Regions from separate parts of the Mus musculus genome. Here region 2 is linked to region 1. The links are chromatin contacts, called in public HiCAR-type maps. All regions are on one chromosome and are shown on one strand. Each heading gives the region's core, a stretch centred on a gene start, on an enhancer-like site or on the middle of the called end of the contact. The rest is flanking DNA. Distances are from core to core; before and after follow the strand shown.

Region 1 (3,641 bases), core at 1,044-3,543:
CCTGTCAATTAAAGCAAAACAAAACCAATGGCCTATCGTGTAGAATAAAAAGTGGGACATCCAATAGGTAGAAAGAATTCTGGGATAGAGGGAAGTGGGAAGAATCTCAGGGGAAGATGTGAGGAGGGCAGACCCATGGTACCTCAGCAGAGAAACCAGTCATGTGGCAGAGTGTAGATGAGTAGAAATGGATTATTTTAAGTTATTAGTTAGGAAATAAGCCTAGATATATGGCCTAAGTATTTGTAAATATATTTTGAGTTTGAGTTGTTATTCTGGGAGCTTGAGGCTGAGGAAAACAGCCCATTACACATTATTAGGATATATGATCTTATTGGAGTAGGCGTAGCCTTGTTGGAGGAGGTGTCACTGTGGTGCGGGCTTTGAGATCTCATATGCTCAAGCTATGTCCACTGTGGCCCACGGTCCTCATTTCTGCTGCCTGCAGATCACTATGTAGAACTCTCATCTCCTTCTCAGTACCATGTCTGCCTGCATGCCACCATGCTTCTCATCATTACTATATTGGAGTGAACCTCTGAAACTGTAAACCAGCCCTAATTAAATGTTTTCCTTTATAAGAGTTGCTGTGGTCATGGTGTCTCTTCACAACAATAAAATTCTAACTAAAATAGTCCTATAAAACGGACTAATTTAAATTTCCATAAGCATACTAGGCTTCTTTGCCTGCATTCTTGCCAGCCCTTTTTTCTTGTAAAAGTTCCATCCTTTTGGGTGGCTCGCTCCATAACTCACGCGCTCATTTCACAAACCCTACATTTAACATATCCTACCATAATAAAACTTAATGGCTAACACCACAAGACACATAAATAATGTACCCCCATGCACAGATTTAAAAAATTCTAACCAGCAACCACATTGGAAAGGCCAAAAGCCATGGGTTTTATGGAGTCCAGTTCCCCTGGTCGTCTGTCTGCCTCTTGTGCTTTCTGCCTGCTGAGTGTGCTGCTGTCTCTGGGCTGGTCACTGGGTTTTGTAAGTAACATAATGTGTTAGTTCATAAGATGCGATGGAGCCTTCTCAAGAGTCTCCTTTGAGCAAGCTCTAACAAATCAAACACCCAACTCCCTAGCAAAGAGCTCTTTCCTAGACTCAATCAGTCTTTTTGCCCCCCCCCCCCCGCCCCCAGCTTCACTCTGTCTCTCAGTCTCTCTCTTCCTTGCACACTCCTGCCTCCTGGGAAGGAAACATTCAAGCATTGCAATACAAACAAGCAAGCTATAATGCTTCCTTTTCATCGAAGGGTCAAGAGTTCAACAAACTTCAGTTAACACAGAAGCTGTCCATTAGTCATAATGAAAGCAACAAAAGAAAGTGCTTTAGAATATTAGACAAAAGAGGGTAAGAGAAGAGAATTTTTAAAAAAATTTCGTATGCTTTCAATTGGCAAAGTTGATAAAAACAATGAGATTTAATACTATAACTGGGTAATTCAATCCTCAAGTTTTTGTTTTTATGATTCTAATTTAGCTATTGATGGGTGAAGATTGATAATATACATGGTCAAATAATTCCTTTTCCCTTGTCATTATTCAATCAGCAGTTCCTTCAGTAAGTATTAGGCCCCTGTCACATTCCTGAAGCTGGGCATACAACCCAAACCCAAAGCAAAGCTAGGGCATGCTCTCATGAATTCCACATTCCAGATCCTGAATACAGTGGTGCCTGGCACTCGGAGTACCCATTCTGTTTCATCAACATTTCCCAGAAGGATAGTCCTAAATAAGCACTAGATGAGCACCAGGCCTGAAACTTCTCAACGCTTGCTCGTTGCACCTCTAAACCGAAGATTTATGGTTGCCTTGCCATCATTGGCTGTGCAGTCTTACATAAGTTACTTAGCACCCACGTTCCCCTGTCAGTGAAAATGACCACTAGAGGTTTTTTTTTTTTTTTTCTTTTTCCTGTTAACAGGAGATGTGTGTTGATTATTCAGTAGTGAGTGTGGTTGCTGTCCCCCTCTGGTTACAATAAAATCACACTTGCCCAATAGAATCACCTGTGGAATTTAAAAACATTCAAATCTTAAAATCTTAAAATTTGAGTGTGGAATACAGAATTCAAGGACACTCTACTTGGTTGTTCAAAGGTGCAGACAGACAGGTCTGGGAATCAACCTTGCAGTACGGATTCTAGACTTTGCCTAGCCATTTGTCTTTCCACTTGGTAGAATCAGGGTGCCATCTGTGGATAACGAAATTCTTATGACCGAGGTGCACACATATGGGTCTTGAACTGTACCTTGAATACAATTATTTCCGACTTATCTAGAATGGGGCCCATGACTGTGCTGTGCATAGCTGCCTGTGTGTGACTGTCAAATCTGTAAGGACTGCTACTGCAGCCTCGGCTCGACCTGCCCGGAGGGATAGAGGGAAGAGCAGGAAGAGCATTGCTGCCTAGGGGCGCTGGGCCCAGGCTGGGAAGACAAGGCTTGCTGGCTTCCTCCGCGATCAGCACCCGAGGCCACTTTCCCCGAGTCCGCTCGGCGCCGTTCCTGGCCCAGTGCGACCCTTGATCTCGTCCCAGGGCCGGTGCTGGCGTCTCGCTCTCGGTTTCCATCTGCACCTCGAGCTTCTGCGCTCTGCCTGCTATGGAGCCTGGGCCGTGCAGCAGGCCCGCTGAGCCTGGGCATTGCGTGAGCGGCCCCGCGGGCGCGGGCTCAGCGTTCCCGGAGTCCCCGTTGTCCGTCGCTGGGGCGGAGCCCGGGAACCGCCCTGGAACCGTGGCCGCCGTGCTGCCGGCTGGGGGTTGCGGGGAAAGGATGGGCGTCCGCACCCCGAAGCAGTTCTGCCGGGTTCTGGAAAGGCCGCTCATCAGCTACACTTTGCAGGCTATGGAGAGGTAACTGGCGCCAGCCATCCGCTCCCCCCGAGCCCAGGATCATCCCCAACAGGCAGCGTGGCGGGCAGCGCCGGGCCTGGGGCCCTGGCTAACCAGTGCATGGGGACCCAGGGACTTTCGGTTCCCACGCAGGCCCCGCGGGGCCCGAGGAATACCTGCTCTAGGAGCGCCTGGGGCACAGTGCCACCGCGCATGCGTGAGCCTGAGAGTCCTAGCCGCACCTCCAGTTTCCTGGGCAGGCACGTTTCTTCTGGGAATCAGGCATGGCTAAATAACCAGGTAGTAGAGAGAAAAGCAGAGTTAATTCCAGCCTTTCAATAACGGGAGGTGATTGGATGGTGAGGTTGAGGCCAAGACACCCTAGAAAAGAGACTGAAATTAGTTGATTCCAGAAATAATGAGCAGTGTCAGGAAGGCTGTGAAGAAACTGTGAGAGGAGAAAAAGATGAGTTACTTGTGTTGTGATGTGATGGGGCTGAGGCGAGACTGAAAGGGAAGATTATGAAGGTGCTTAAGTTCTGCAAGATCTTTACTCTTTTGAAGTCAAATGGACAGTTGTGACGATGCCTTTAAACCTTGAATCGGACTGGTTACATTTCAAGATAGATGCCAATATTTAGCATAAGTAACGATTACAGGAGGCTTCCATAGAGACCACTGTCCTTGGCATTTTGTTCAGAAGAGTAACAACTCCCAATACACTTCAAAAAGTCAAAGGGACACAGTAATTTCTCAGGAGATTATTTTACTTTCCGAGCATTGGCATTTGGTAA
Region 2 (3,946 bases), core at 932-3,431, 95 kb after region 1:
TTACCCACAAGGCTGACAAGTGCTGAGAATCAACTTCAGAACTGATTGTTTCAATGCTTCTGTAAATTAAAAATAAGCAAAGGCAACTCTTTTTTAAAAAATTAGCAGAGTGAATAACGCATCATTTCAAAATTATGACAGTTTCCAGTACTATTTCCTTTGAAGTACATTCTCTGTTTTATTTAGGGAAAAAACAGATTATTTCCCTCTAGCTAGTATTGGGCTACATAGCTCATAGCTCAGACAAGCCTCAAATCACTATGTAGACTACTCTGGTCTTAATTCTTCCCCTTCCTGCCTTAGTCTCCAATTGCTGGGGTTATAGGTGGGTGCCACTATGCCTGGCTTTAAAACTATCCCTAAACACATAGTAGATGTTAATCTAAGTAAAAAATATTCATCTCTGTGTTGGCATCTATAACCTATATGCTGGAGGCAGTAGAAATAAACTTAACAAACTTTTAAAGTCTGGTTTGTGGCTATTACTATAAAGTGAAAAACATGCATTTTATTCATAAGTAATTACTTGAAGTTTTAAGAATTCTGAAAGTTAATTTAGTATTTGGTGATAAATTTATATCAGTTTAAATGTCCAGTATTAATATTAACTTGAACCTAGATTGTAGTTTACCACTCAATGCAGGAGGAAGTAAATCAATAGCTACGTATACTCTTGAGTTCTGACTGGAGTTTAATCTATACAACAGACAATGGCTATACAAATTATTTTCTTATTTAAGTTGCAAATATAAGTTAGTTTGCAATTCAGGTATATAGTTAACCTGAAATTAAGAAATAGTTCAAAACTAGGTTTATTCCGTTTCACAGGAAGTTCTTGACGAAGGGGGCATGTCCAGAGGTCAAAGGTTCCACTGGGCCCTGCCGTTGCTCTGCTCCTAGCAGAGTGAAGGGCATCTAGATCACTTTATAACCCTTTCTGTAAACACTTATTGGAATCAGATACATCACAGTTGGGAAATCCATAGACTGAGCATGTTCTTGTTTCATAGACCGCAGAAATGGACTGTGGAGAGTAACTGCAGTGCCAAGGGTCACAGAGAACAGTGAGTTGTACTTTCTGTACAGCTGGCAGAGTAATGGCATCTTTGTTTTTAATAGATCAGTAAATTGGTCCAGTAGACTTCCATCTGTCTTTCTGTGTTTGCTGTTACTGCAGTGAAAAAAAGAGTATGGCATCATCAAACCTGCCTGCTAGGGTAAAGCCTGGCAGGGGAATTTACTTTATACATGTGCCCTGGTCTACTTGAGCTAAGCAAGATCATGGCAGAGATCATTTAGAGAAAACAAAACAAAACCAACCTGACAGTCTGGAAAGGGACTAGTTAGGTGAACATTTTACATGACAAAGTTGAGGCCACTGACATTGTTAATTAACTGGGCATTTGAGAGATGTGCCCATCGAACCTTATTGTACCGACTTGATACTATTTTATTGTTCACTGTGTGTTCTAGTTCCATGGTATAAATCAGTAATTTGCAGGTGTTCTGCATCTGAACTTACTGGATGGCCCTTGGGAAGGATCTGCCATAGACCGGATATGCATACTGTGGAAGGTTACCTTACAACAAGCAGGGTGCAATTATGAGCAAGCTGTTTGCTATTAAGGAAAGTGCATCATTGTCCTTAGGTGCACTGTGGTACCCTATAGATTCTTTTTATAGAGGCTGTGCTTTAAGAAAAATTTCACAAGGTGCAACCAACCCGTTTTACAATGACCTTCAGAATTCCGAAGTCCCTTTAGATGTAAATTGGTCTTTGAGAATTTCAGCTTAGAATGGAGCTGGTCATCTTTTGCTATTTGGAGACTCTCTTCCTCCCTCAGCCTCGCAGCCCTTCTTTCCTCCCTCTTTCTCCTTTCTTCCTTACCTCTTTCTTTTCCAGTGTGAAACCTTATACAACAGTGGTGTGCATACTTCTGTTTGAACCCTTATGCATTTCCTTTGACACCAGTTATAATAATCATATTTCAGTAACCACTGCTACGTGCTATCATAACTTAGTCAAAGATATAAGGCTTAGATCTTCATAATTTGTTGAAATTGGATTTGATTTAATGTGAACGTCTAATGGCTCTTTGGTTTGGAAATGGCTTGTGTGGTGTGTGCAGTTTCTCCCGAGGGAAGAATTCCCTTGGGGCTTTGTTTTACAGCTCTCACATTCCTGCCTGCTCTGTTGAGCCTAATGAGGTTTATCTGTCCTTTAGGTGACCTACAAACAAGACCTGTGTGCAGCTGAAGCCATGATTAAAGGTGTGTTCAACCTTGTGACTGTCAGCGCCTGAGCTTCAGATGTGAGGCCACTGAGGATTTCTAGAGACAGTTAAATCCCAGACATTTTAGGTGGACAGATGTTTGGCAGCCACGGAGATCTCTGATTTGTGTTTTGAAAATTGCATTTTATTTTGTTTCCTGCTTGTGAAACACCACTTATTATACCACATTGATTTTAATTTTCATAAAAGAAAGACTTCAGCCTATTAAGTATGGAGCATCAATCCTATCAGAAAGGGAACTATATATACTGATATTTCAATAAGCCTGGGAAGGTCCCTCCTGTTTAATGTATGGAAGGCTGTCCCTGGCCTCTGCACTATCCTGTCAGAGCATCAAGGAGTGCCTTCCATATAATAGTTTGTACAACTTAGAGAATTTGAAATGGATGACTTTTAAAACAAACAAACAAAAAAATCCAAAACAAACTTATTTTTCTGACAACGCCTGCATTATATATATATTTTTTTCAAGGAACATGACCGTGTATTTGGGAATAATGCTTGCTTTTCATCACTATATTGCCCTTAAGATGCCACATAGTGTATTTAACACCCAGCCAGTACTTACTAGTGTGCTGGGAATGTAATCAGCACACAGAAAGGGAATTCTCTCTGTGTTCTGCAGGCTCTATGGTTCCAGTCAGAGTTCTCAAGCTCAGCCGCATCCTGGATGTGTAGGAGATCCTTGGATCTCAGGAGGGTTTAGTGCGTTGTCTGGTAGTACCCAAAGCCACACACACCACTGAGGTGCCCCCTCAGTGCCACACTGCCCCCTCTCCTTTACACCATGTCTGTGGCCATGAAAATTATCTCATGAAACTGTCAAATGTCACAGGGGATAAAGTTGTCTCGGATTGAGAACTCCCTTTTAAACATCCGATTTTAGTAGTGAGACAAGGGGTGTTCCCTCTGTCCTCGGGACAACAGGAAGCTGGTGACTGTTCTTTTCCAAATTAGACTCTGAGCAAAATGATAACGCTCAAGTTTCGGGTGAGAAGTAAAGTTTTAAATTCAGTCTCTTGCTGGGGTGGGTAGCCCTTGACCCAGATGTGTAGCTTCCTTTTAGAGTTGTAGGCAAGCAGTTGGCTCGCATGTGGAAAGCTGAGCTCTCTGTAATTGTGAGACTGTGTTTTAGTTACCCTCAGATTTGTTTTCCTTCAAGAATATTTTGTTTCAAACAATTAATGTCATATAATTTGTGTTTCTGTGCTTGTAAATAGTTAATCTATAACCATAAATCAAAAAGTTGACATATATTTACGTATCAGCCAGGCAATGTATAAATATTTCTTTGTGAGCAGTTGGCAAAGTTGTGCTGTGGTTGTTTATGCTTTTAACATAAAGACGTAGAAAACTCAGTTTGATTGTACTTCTAAGGAAGCTGTGCATTGCTTAGGGAGAGGGGCAGTGTGAGCAGCAAGGAGATTACTGTCTCAACTACTGATTTTCCAGGTTGTAATACTTTCCCCACATATTATCAGAGCCAGCAGCCATGCAAAAACAAATATTTTAAGCTATTTGTTATCTTGTTTAGGTAACAGTTTCTAACGTGGTATTTTCAAGGTGTTCTAGTTTATTCTGAGTGAGCTTACATGACTAGGTTTAAGCAGTTGACTTAGTTGGAAACTAAATAATGAGCTTCCTTATTCTTT

Evidence for each region. HiCAR-type assays count read pairs that join an accessible place to other places.
Region 2: a contact with region 1 is called in a HiCAR-type map of kidney, with 13 times the contacts expected there. The contact joins the enhancer-like site here to the promoter of Crppa in region 1. A contact is called at or near these places in 3 of 484 Hi-C or Micro-C datasets (epidermal suprabasal cells, nephron progenitors and olfactory sensory neurons) and 2 of 115 datasets of contacts at active chromatin or transcription factors (embryonic stem cells and kidney).

Annotation. Positions count from the first base shown.
Region 1 is chr12:36,379,157-36,382,797 of GRCm38.p6, forward strand. It overlaps Crppa (CDP-L-ribitol pyrophosphorylase A), which reads left to right and starts at 2,294. Exons shown (of 10, transcript NM_178629.6): 1 at 2,294-2,868. The coding sequence starts at 2,618.
Region 2 is chr12:36,474,475-36,478,420 of GRCm38.p6, forward strand. Crppa (CDP-L-ribitol pyrophosphorylase A) reads left to right here. Exons shown (of 10, transcript NM_178629.6): 5 at 2,226-2,271. Among named protein-coding and RNA genes, the nearest start is that of Crppa, 95 kb to the left of the region's middle. Within about 2 kb of position 2,182, at least 20 of the 459 cell types and tissues checked have an H3K27ac peak or open chromatin away from gene starts, as enhancers often do. A contact at or near this core is called in kidney, where this site is marked.